Regions from separate parts of the Mus musculus genome. Here region 1 is linked to region 2. The links are chromatin contacts, called in public HiCAR-type maps. All regions are on one chromosome and are shown on one strand. The core of a region is the stretch at or near the end of the contact, and the rest is flanking DNA. Distances in the headings are between cores, read along the strand shown. Region 1 overlaps Gm34828 (a long non-coding RNA gene). Region 2 has its middle 26 kb from the start of I730028E13Rik.

Region 1 (5,335 bases), core at 1,973-4,472, 650 kb before region 2:
ACGATCTCTCTGGAGAATTCCATTTGGATAGCCAGAGTGCAGGTGGGAAGCTCAGTGCTAACTGTCAACTTAACACAATCTAGAATCATCTGAGAACACAGTCATAATGAGGGATTATCTAGATCTAGTTTGTCTGATGGAGTGTCTCTTGATGTTGATTGAGATGAGGCCCCTCCCACTGTGGGTGGTACCATTCCCTAGGAAGGGGCAGTGTAGATCCTAGGTTGTATTAAAGTGGAGAAAGCACGCTGAGCACTGGCTTGCATGCATGCATTATCTGTTCTCTGTCTGTGGATGTAATTGTCTAGCTCCGTCACATTCCTGCTTCCTTGAATTCCCCACATGATGGACTATAACCTGAAACTAACTGTAAGTCAAATAAGACCTTTCTCCCTTAAATTGATTTTGTCATAGCAACAGGAAACAAAACAAAACTAAGAAACAAAACAGGACATGACTGATCCCTGTGGGCCTTCCTTGCCCAGGCCAGCAGCCAGACTCCTCCTCATTTCTTTTGGGAACTGGCTAGAAAATCACCCCCCCCTTTAATGGGACCGATTTTCTGATAATGCACCCCATCCCAAGATGGAAATTGGGTTTGTGTTGATGCCTTTTCTTTTACTTCTCAAAAGAGACAGGATTTCCTGTTATCTAGGCTGGCCTTGTACCTGCTATGTAGCTGAGGCTAACTTTGAATGTCTGATCTTCTGGCTAGCACTAGGGTTAGGATTACAGGTATGCACCATCATGCCAGATGTTGGGGATTGAACCCAGAGTTTCCCACATGCTAGGGCAGCACTCTATCCACTGAGCCACATCTCTGGCTCTGACACCTCCCTTACAGAGTGGGTTGTGTAGGGGTGACATCTGGCTGCATTTGGGCTGAAGGCATATCAGAATTACTCCTTGATGCTGCCAGAAAAAAAAGAAAAGGATGCTCATGCTTGCTCAGAAGTCTCTCAAAGCCTCCTTTTCCTTCCTTTACAAATGTTAAAAAGATTTATTTTCATTTTATTTATAATGTGCATGTGCTCACATGTATTTGTGTGTGTGTGTGTGTGTGTGTGTGTGTGTGTGAGTGTGTGTGAGTGCGCGCGCACGCAGAGGCCAAATGGGGTCTTGGGATTCCCTGGAGTAAGAGTTACAAATGGGTGTGGGCCACCTGATACGGGCATAGGAAACCAAACTCGGATAGTCTCCAGAAGCAATATGTGGTTTTAAATGCTGAGCCACCTCTCCAGTGCCCCAAAGCTTTATTTTCTTAATGTATCTATGCTGGGGTTGGGTTATAGTTTAATGAATGTTTGTGGAATGACTAATTATTGACCGATAGGCTAACAGCCCTCACTGAAGAAGGCTGAGCAAATAAACTGCTAAGTGGAACACGGTGTCTAGGTTACACAGTGCATTTACTAATGGACGGCCTCGGCTACTATTGTGTGAGACACCACAGCAAAGACAGCTTACTTGCTGGGCAGTGGTGGTGCACGCCTTTAATCCCAGCACTTGGGAGGCAGAGGCAGGCGGATTTCTGAGTTCGAGGCCAGCCTGGTCTACAAAGTGAGTTCCAGGACAGTCAGGGTGACACAGAGAAACCCTGTCTCAAAACAAAACAAAACAAAACAAAACAAAACAAAACAAAACAAAACAAAACAAAAAGACAGCTTACCTATGGAAGAGAGCTGACAGGGGATGAAGGCCCCAAATGAGATCCCAGCTATGTAAGAAGAGTGTGCAACACAGTATTGCTAAGCAAAATCTGGAAATAGGTGAAGTCCCACTAGATGTGTTGCTCCAAAACCATTAGTTTTTAAGAAACAGAATTGGTATAAACTTTGCTCAGCTTCTAATCCCTTTCTAGACAGGTCTTATGTAGCCTCGAACTCACTATGTAGCTGAGGATGACCTTGCACTTCTGATCTTCCTGCGTCTACATCCTGAGTCCCGGATTACAGGTGTATACCATCACGCCAGGTTTATGTGGTGCTGGGGATAGAATTCAGGACTTTAAGCATGCTACGCAAGTTCGCTACCAACTGAGCCATATTCCCAGCCTCTCTCTAAACTTAGCTTTATATTATTGTGACTTTGTTAGTTTAGTGAATCTCATTGCACTCAGAGGTGGGATGACAGCCAGTCTTGGAGAGATGCCCCATTAGAAGCCCTCATAGACACTAGGCCTGTCCCCTGACTCTCCTCTGGATCTCTAGCTAAGCTCATTTTGGTTTGTTCGGCTTTTTTCCTTTGCAGATTGGCTTTCTTTGTCCCACCTTCCCTAGGTCTAAAAGTATTCAGTTCAACCAGGACATGATACTTGGATGATGCTTTCGAGTTCCTAGAAAAAGAATCTGATTGGCCCCTGATTAACCAATGAGGTGCCTTTCCTCAGTTCAGGTCTGTGTCAGTCAATTTCTGTTGCTGTATTAATACCACAGGCCGTCGGCTTATGAAGAAGAGAGGTTGGCTTCCACTCTCAGCTTTGGAGGCTTCAATTCTGCTTCCTGCTTATCCTCTAAGCTTTGGGGGCCGTGCTGAGGTAGCATGCCATGGTAGGCAGGGCAGAGGACATCAGAACTATTTGTCACATGGTCAGGGTGCTGGGAAGGGAAAGTGGAAGGGGCAGAGCTCCACAATTCCCTTCAAGAGCGTGTATCCAAAGGACCTAAAGACCCCCAGATAGGCTGCACTTGTAAGAGATCGGCTCAGGACCCACAAGACCAAGTTCTCAGCACAAAAGAGATTTATTTGCCCCCAGAGAGACAGAAGGCAGGGATAAGGGACAGTAGCCAGGGGATGAGGGAGAAGAGGAAGGGAACAGGGGAAAGAGGACAGGGCTATTTGTCCCAGATTGCCTCTGGGTAGAGAGGAGACAGATGTGACACACAGGCATGTGGTGGTTTATAAAGGTAAAAGGGGAAACCCTGTGTTAGGATGAGGCATTTAATTTTGATTGGGCATGCTAAGTAGGTGAGCCAAAGGGGCTTTTGATTGCTGCATCTCAATACTTTGAGAGCTGGACCTTGGTAAACAGCCATAGAAGGAGGAAGAAGCCAAGTAAGGGAATAGACCATGGTGGCTAGCTTTAGGATTGTAATCTACTGTGATTTTTTTTTTTTTAGCAAGGCAGAGAGAATAAGGGAGAAGGGCAAGGCCTGCCAGAGTCATGTTTGCCAGACTGAGCTGGCCAGAGTCCCTTCAGCATTTCCTGAAGGTTCCACAACCTCTTCACGTATAACCCCAGGAGTAATCCCTTACCACATTGGCTTTGGCAGAATTCTCAAGGCTGAGTCAGAACAGCATCTCTGTTTCATCAGTTATAGCCAAGAATGGGTTGTGGCCAAAGGGACGATGTAGACGAGAGGGTGTTCCTCAGAGAAGAGAGCACTGACGAGGTGGGCATGTTTGCTACAGTGTCAGAAGATAAGGAACCCAGATGGCTTTGCCATTGGATGAAATAGTCACAGGCTCGCAGAAGATGCCCTCTCTGTATTTTTAACAAAAAAGAACTTCCCAAGCTTGGAGTCCAAGTTGTCACAGGGGCCTACGTGACAGCTGATTTGTAGTCCAGGTTGTCACAGGGGCCTACATAACAGCTGATTTGTGAGGCATTTCTCCCTCATTTACCAAGTCTTCAGAGAGAACAGTTAGTAAAATATGCTAATGGCCAATTTTTGCAAATGACCATTTTGGTGCTCCCAGACCATTGGGGCAGGCTGAAGCTAATTTCTAGAATGTCCCCTTGATGATGCTGGCAACCGCTTTAATACTGACCTAGAGTTAGGCCATGGATCCTGTTCCAAAAGTGCTAAGTCTGAATTTGCTTTACTTGTGGGCAATGAAAAGCCACCCTATGTGGGTGCCTTGCCCCTGGATATCCTGTGGCTGTCTAGTCTCAGGAATGGCTGGTTGTGGTGTGGGAAGTTGGGCACAACCTTGTGAGGTAGTCATCTTTAAGCACTTATTAACGCCGCCTTGAGCCTTCATCCCATACTGGCTTCATGAGCTTCTCTGCTCTCCATTGAGATTGGAAGCTATGTATGTGACACTGAATGTGTCCCCCCCACCCCCATCTTTTTTCTGAGACAGGGTCTCATGTGTCCCACATTGGCCTTGAACTCACCATGTAGTCAAAGATGACTCTGAGCTCCTGATTTTCCTGCCTGCATCTCTGGAGTGCCAGGATTACAGACGGTCTCCGTCATATTAGTTTATGTGGTGTTGAGCAAGTAATCTGCCGGCTGAGCCACATTTCCGGCTGATATGCATCCTTCCTCTATATCACCCAGGGCACCCCCAAAGGCTGACGACCACTGTGGCTTTTCCCCGACCACCCCTGCTTTGGGTAGGCCCCCAGAATGATCCTGACACCTATCCCTATACCCAAATATGAATGGAGGTCACCATGGCCCGTCTCCTGGGATGACCATTGAGAACATCTAATGGTGGCATATCATTAGGGCTGCCAAAACCATTCTTTCCAGAGGAGAGAGTTACTCTTAAATATGAACTCATAGCAGCATCAAAGCAAGCCCACAAAAGCCCACAGCGAGGAATTTTTTTTCTAAATCTATGTCATTAAAACATGGTAGGTGCAAGGGCTTGTCTGCAGGCCCCTCCCACTAAGCTACGGTGATTGACGTCCAGTAGGCCTTCATCTGTCATGCTCGGCTGATGAGGGGATTCATCGATTCTCTGCTTAGTCACCCGGGGCCCGTGAGTACCAGTCCCCACAGGCCTTTCCCATAGATGCCAACTACAGGGTTTGGCTAATAGCCCCAGACTTCTTTACCTTCCCTTTTTACTGACCCCACCCCTAAAGGGCAACCTCCCCTAGTAACCTTTCCAGTCGCTGTGACTCCTCTGGAGTGTTGACTGAGCCAGAGAGCATGCTCCCTCTCTCCCCTCTTGTGTTTGCTCAGTGGAGGAGCCAGCCTTAGGTTCCTCTGTCTTTACAGGAGCCTCTCACAGGGAGGGGTTGTGTGTGTGTGTGGGGGGGGGGTTGTTGGGGAGCAAGGGTGGGGGAGGCAGGGTGGCTTCCTGCCCTGCTGTTGGTTATCACAGGCTCTGCTAATGCTGCTCAAACAATATCGAGAAGAACCCAGCTCAATAGCACCAGTGTTAGGCCGCAGAGTCAATATTGGCTAAGCAAACACCAGAAAAGAAGGAGTTGCTATTTGCGTAGCTAGGAGTGCTTGTGTGCTGTGGCTGCCTTGTCAGGGGCCCTTGGAAAGGAAGGAAGGAGGTGGGGTTGTAGGTGGAGGGCCCAGGAGAGAAGGGCTAACAGGGACTCCTACCTAGCGGGTGCCAACAGTCGGCTTCAGGATTCCTTGTGGTA
Region 2 (5,929 bases), core at 1,384-3,883:
GACACAAGACGCCCCCCCCTCTCTCTCTCTCTCTGTGTGTGTGTGTGTGTGTGTGTAAGGAGGACTGTTGAGGGAAAAGAGACACAAATAGTCTTTAAGAAAGCAGAAGCCAGGCAGGCAAGGACACTTCCCCTCCATGGCCTGAGATGTCAGAGAAGAGTTCTGTCTCCCCCATCTCCACCCCCCAAGGAGGAGGTCCAGCTGGAGGGTCTTCGGTTTTCTGTCCTGGGGCTTTCTGAGGTGAAGGGGAGGGGAACTGGAAGGAATCTCCTGCTCCCTGCAGGAAAGCGACAGCCCTTAGTTCAGCTAGTTCTCTACCTAGGGGTGGGGAAGACGAGGAGATCCTAGTGGTGAGTGATGTGGGGGAACCCCAGGACCTGCTATAGGGTAGAGTGGGAAGATGACACAGTGTAGAGTGGAAAGTGGGAGAGGACACCATTTTCCCTGAGGGTAACAGTATGCTTTATTTTACTTAATATTATTTTCTATGTTTAATATGTGTGGGGGGGATGTTACATACAAGTGCAGGAGGTCACAAGGCACCAGGTTCCCCTTGGAGCGGGAGGTATGTGAGATGGGTGCTGAGAACTCAACTCAGATCCTCTGGAAGACAGCCATCTCTGCAAGCTCTGCAGAATGCTACTGGCTAAGTGCATCTTGTTTCTTCCATTCTAGCTTCTCATCCATCTGTGACCCCTCCTTCCTCCTCTCTAGTGAGTGCCTTCTGTACTCAGTGGTATGTCCTTTCCCACACTCTGTTTCCTTGGGCCAGAATGCTTTGTCCCTGCACTCTCTAGTTCCATTATCTGAAGACAAATATTACCTCACAGGGCTCTGGTAAGTTTTAGACACTGAATTGGTATGGGGCCCTTGGTACAAGACCAGGGTTTCTGTTGTGATTCTATGAGGAGAGCCAACTTCTATTCGTCCTTGGGGATTCTGAGTCACCTCCATGAAGCCTGCCTTGTCCTCCTCAAAGCTTCTGTTTTTTTCTCTTGGTTTCCTCTCTACCTGTAGGACCGAGTGACAATTGTTTCAGGATGTTTTGTTGAAGTTAGCAGCCTGCATGGTGTTCAGTTAGCATCTGACTAGATTTGTGACCTCCTCAGTTCTGTCCTTGGATGCCACCCCAGTGTCTGGCACCTGGCACAAGCTGAGGGGAGTGAGGGTTTCCTCAGAGTTGCTGTCTGGCCATCTCAGGGGTCAGCCTGAAGCTCTGACTGGGGTGGGGTTTTCTCTACCTCCAGAGCTCCACTGCTGGCCTAGGAGAGGTGATCCAGTTGGTGAGGGCTGGTCATGCACACATGAGTACCTGAGTTCAGATCCTCAGCATCCACATAACAAGCAGCCATGATGGCATGTCAGTTATCCCAGTACCGGGGAAACTGAGGCAGGGGCATCCCTGAGGTTTGCTGGCCAGCTGGTTCATCCAAGTCCACTAGCTTCCAGTTCAGAGAGACCCTGTCTCAAAAACGAAGGTGGAAGTCAGCTGTGGTGGTACTTGTGTTTGATCCTAGCATGTGGGAGGCAGAGGCAAGTGGATCTCTATGAGTTCAAAGCCAGTCTGGTCTGTATAGCATGTTCCAACAAGCCAAAGCTATAAGAGAAATGATGTCTCAAAAAGAAACAAACAAACAAACAAACAACAAAAACAAAAGGACACCAAAATGATATTAAAATAAAATAATTTAAAGTACAACGTAGAGTGAGTGACTAAGAAAGACAACTGTTGTTAGATCCTTATCTCCAATGTGTGCACATGAGACCTCTCTGTCTGTCTCTGTCTGTCTGTCTGTCTGTCTCTGTCTCTCTCTGACTCGCTCTATCTCTCTCCTCTCAGCCTCCCCATCAGTCTTCCGTTTCTCACATGCTAGACAGACAGCTCATTTTCTTACCCTCCTCCCAAAAATCGTTTTGGGTTTGGAAAACAGCAACCACTTAGGAAAATGTGTAATTACCCAGGGCTCAATTGCGGCAAACACAGGGCTCCCCCAGCCATGCTGAAATGTCAAGGACTTGACTGGTACAAGCCCAGGCTCCCAAGGATCTGAAGGAAGAGGCTTGGCTGTCCTGGAGGGGGCAGGAGGATCAGCAGTGTTGACAGAGCAGCCTGCCTAATCCCTTCTGACAGCTCAGAGGGAAACGTCAGCCTGCTGCTTAGCCCAAGCAGTTCTTGAGGACTCCCTTAAGGAGGACTCTCTCTCTGCCTTCTGCTCAGCTCAGGCAAGGCTGAACTTGTGGTGACCTCAGCCTTCCACAGGCAGAGCAGACTCGGGCTCTTTCCAGTAGGGTGTCTGCCAAGGCTCCATGCCGGGCCCTTTTTCGTCAGGATGTCTCAAGTGTTTATAGGGGTGAGAAATAGGGGAGTGGAAACCATCCTGAGTCTCCTCGGCCAGACCTACCCTGAGATCCTGGGAAAGAAAGGGCACGGCGGAAAATGGAAGCAGACAAGGTGTCCCTCTAGTTTCGTGTCCCAGGGAAGAACTCATCCACAGAGTCCTGTAGTCCCCATCCAAGGTCTTGGCCTTCACCTGTCACTCAGAAGAAGACCAAGTTTCCTAAGCTGCTCTATGTAGGCCAGGCCTCCAACCCAACCCTGCCTTGCCAAGCCTGCCTCTGCCTGTAGCCTGAGCCGTGTGGGGATCCGGTGGAGGAGAACCAAGTTGTGTGGAAGGTATGACCTCACTGGGAAAGCACTGGCTCCCATCCCTTCCTCCGGCTCCAACCTGGGAATCCACAGGGAAGGGAGCTCAGGCCAGGCAGACAACCCCAGTGCAGGGAGCAGTGCTCCAGCTATGAAGCTCATCGCCACAGAGAAGTGTCATTTCTCCCTGCTCCTCTCAATTACAAAATAATAAGATTGTTAAAAATCCAATCATATGAACGTCAATATTGGCAGGGACAGCCGCAGGAAATTTAATTGCACAACGGGTGCCAGTTAAAGATGGTATGTGTTCTTCCTGGCTTTTCTTAATTCTAATTAGGATGAAATCTACTGCGTCTTCCAGACTTGCAAACAGGGGTTTGTCATGAGGCCAGAAGTAGATGGGACTGACACAGGCCTCCCTTCCTCAGCCTCGTGCCTTCCCTCCCTCTCCGTTGCGTCGTCCCGGATTGGAGCTCAGCACCGATTTTGAACATCAGCTCTCCAGTTTCTTTGGCATGTCAGAGGGCCAGATGTTTTTTATTTGAGAGCAAATTGACACATTAAATTACACTGTGCAAACATTAAAGCCAGCCGCGGGTAAACAGGCCGAGATTCATTGAATTTTACGGGTCACAATGATGTTTATGTAATTTAACAAATTCCTGCCCCGCTGCCGAGACTCTCCAAGAAGTATTAATTGAAGAAAGATGAGAACTTCCCTGAGGCTGTCTGTCCTGTCCTCTGCACCTCAGGCTTAAGAGCTCTTGGGAGGGGGAAGGGTGCCTTCAGCGGCTTAGCTTCGGAGTTTCACAATGTCCAACACAAATCGAGGAAGCCGGGCCCATGGCTTGTTACTTTCCATGTGGCTGTGACCAATACTCTACAAGAGCCGCTTAAGGAAGGCAAGGGTTGCTGGGGCTCACAGTTCATACAGTCCGTCCTGGATGCGGAGGCATGGCCCTGGGTGCTGGAGGCAGGAGGCCACATAGCAACCACAAGGGAAACCACGGAAGCTGAATGCGGGCATTCCGCTCATTTTCTACTTTTAATTCAGTGCAGGGTCCCAGCACACAGGAATGGTGCTGCCCACATTCAGAGTGGCTTTTCCTAGAATCTAGAAACTCCCTGACAGCTATTCCCAGAGGTTTGTTTCCATGGTGACTCTAAATTCCATGGCGGTGAGATTAAGATCACCCATTGTACCCTCCTTGAAGACAGTTTCCTATTGCAATGCCAGTGAAATCTTAGAGAAGATGTTAACCAGTGTGAACCTTCTTCCTTATCTGCTAATGGGGGCCAGGTGCAAGTGCCTGAGCATCCGGGTCTTTTCTCTAGTAACTGGCATCCCTAGCTTGTGTGTGTTTCCATGGTTTCTTTCAGGGTAAGACCCATTCTCTACTTTTAAAGATGGGCGCATAGTCTATTAGGCTTGGCCAATTAGGAGTATTTTGTGTAGCCTCAGGCCTTGGTAATTGGTTTAAAGATGGGCACGTGATCAAGTCTGAGCCAATGAGCATCAACCCATCAGGTTGCAGGTGCCAGCAGCGCAGAGGTCTCATCCGTTAGGCCTAAAGTGGCAAGGCTAAGTTAGGAGCTGCTTGGGTACCATTTGGCTCAGGCTTGAGTCAGGAACTCTCCACGAGATCACTGGGAGCCTGCCCCCCGCACCCCCCTGTCCTCCGCATCCCGTCCCCCGCATCCCGTTGTGGTTCAAAGGCTACAAAGGCTTTTGAGTTGTGTGAGTGAATGCAGGCCCTCATTCATAGACTCTTTCCTTGCCCCAAACCCTGAGACTCTCCAAGAAGAGAAAACTGGATTGAAGAAATGAGAGCATTTCAAAGCATTGGCCTCTGCCTACCACATCTCTGCCTCAGAACTCTTGAGTGTGGAGAGAGCTGCCAGCAGCAAGAGGTTTGCTGGGACGTTCTGTAGAGCATAACCTCTGTCATTCAATGGCCAGATGAGCCCTCAAGCTGATCTCTTGCTTCCTCCATAGCTCATCTGGAACTTTTCTCCAGCCAGGCTGGTCTGCCCCTAGACACAGCCCTACCTCTCACTGTTTTCTTCTTTGCTTTCTCTTGTTTGCACTGCAGTGACATTCTCTCCAGCCTGCATCCTTTAAGACAGATTTAGTGTTGCCTTCTGGGAGGCCTCCCCTCTCCCGTTGTGCCCAGCAGGCGGGCCTTCGCAGAAGCAGCACTTGGCCTGTAATTATATAAATTAAGGACTGCACTGAATATTTTTGTTGCTCCTCATTGAATAGCTGTTTCTTCTATTTCTTTATAGCTTGATTTTTTTTTTCTAGTACCATAATGGGTACACAAACTCATGGGCTATTAGACTTCAAAGGTGTCTTAGATGGGCCTGGAGAGATGGCTGAGTTGGTGAAAGGGTGAGATCCCCAGAAACCAGAAACCATGTAAAGTACCACACTTGGCAGTGTTTGTCTATGATCTGGGTGCTAGAGAAGCCGACAGGCACAGCCCTGAAGCCCACTGACCAGCAGCCTGGTTGAATTGATGAAATTCAGGTTCAGTGAGAGATCCTGTTTCAAAGGATAAAGGGAGAGAGAGATCAATGAAAGGCACCCCACACTGACTTCTTGCACACACACACACACACACACACACACACACACAGAGAGAGAGAGAGAGAGAGAGAGAGAGAGAGAGAGAGAGAGAGAGAGCGCAGCATGTACAAGTGTCAGATAAGGAGACAAAGAGGTTAATTAATCTTCTTGAGGCCACACATAACACATAACATTATATCTCAGTGGCTTTTTTTTCCCTCCCCATCGTGTCAAGTTCTATCGATATGATTGATTTGTTTCCCAGTTAAGTGTTCATACAGCTTGGCTTGGCATCTTGCCATGCACTAATGTGACCCAGTCAGCACATCTGGAGGAAAGGATGGCAAACTCAGTGGTATCAAAAGCTCTGGCTCAGTTCCTAGCTGAACGGAGTGACCTTGGGTGAGTCTTTTTACCTCTCTAGACCTCCATTTTCACAGATGCAAAAATAAGGAAGGGTCTTGTTCCAGGCATTTGGGCAAGTGACATGGTTCATGTCGGTCAGGTCCCTGCCACAGAAGCTGCCCCGGGGCTATGTAGGAAGGGGTAGAGGTGTGATCTAGGCCACAGGAAAGACATTCCTCAATGGTTAGCAACATGGGAGTCATGATAGCAAGCATACTATTTTTTTTGTTCCATTGGTAAAATGATCTCTGAGGTCCCTCACTCAGGATCATGTAAGTTTCAGTGAAGATGCAGGTCCTGAGCTCATA

What was found. HiCAR-type assays count read pairs that join an accessible place to other places.
Region 1: a HiCAR-type map of fibro-adipogenic progenitors shows a contact between it and region 2, with 11 times the contacts expected there. The contact joins two enhancer-like sites. A contact is called at or near these places in 1 of 484 Hi-C or Micro-C datasets (bone marrow-derived macrophages), 1 of 115 datasets of contacts at active chromatin or transcription factors (fibro-adipogenic progenitors) and 1 of 9 other capture datasets (embryonic stem cells).

What each region holds. Positions count from the first base shown.
Region 1 is chr9:61,808,543-61,813,877 of GRCm38.p6, reverse strand. All of the region lies in intron 3 of Gm34828 (a long non-coding RNA gene), which reads left to right. Among named protein-coding and RNA genes, the nearest start is that of Gm34828, 11 kb to the left of the region's middle. Within about 2 kb of position 3,222, at least 17 of the 459 cell types and tissues checked have an H3K27ac peak or open chromatin away from gene starts, as enhancers often do. A contact at or near this core is called in fibro-adipogenic progenitors, where this site is marked.
Region 2 is chr9:61,161,330-61,167,258 of GRCm38.p6, reverse strand. No RefSeq gene overlaps it. Among named protein-coding and RNA genes, the nearest start is that of I730028E13Rik, 26 kb to the right of the region's middle. Within about 2 kb of position 2,633, at least 53 of the 459 cell types and tissues checked have an H3K27ac peak or open chromatin away from gene starts, as enhancers often do. A contact at or near this core is called in fibro-adipogenic progenitors, where this site is marked.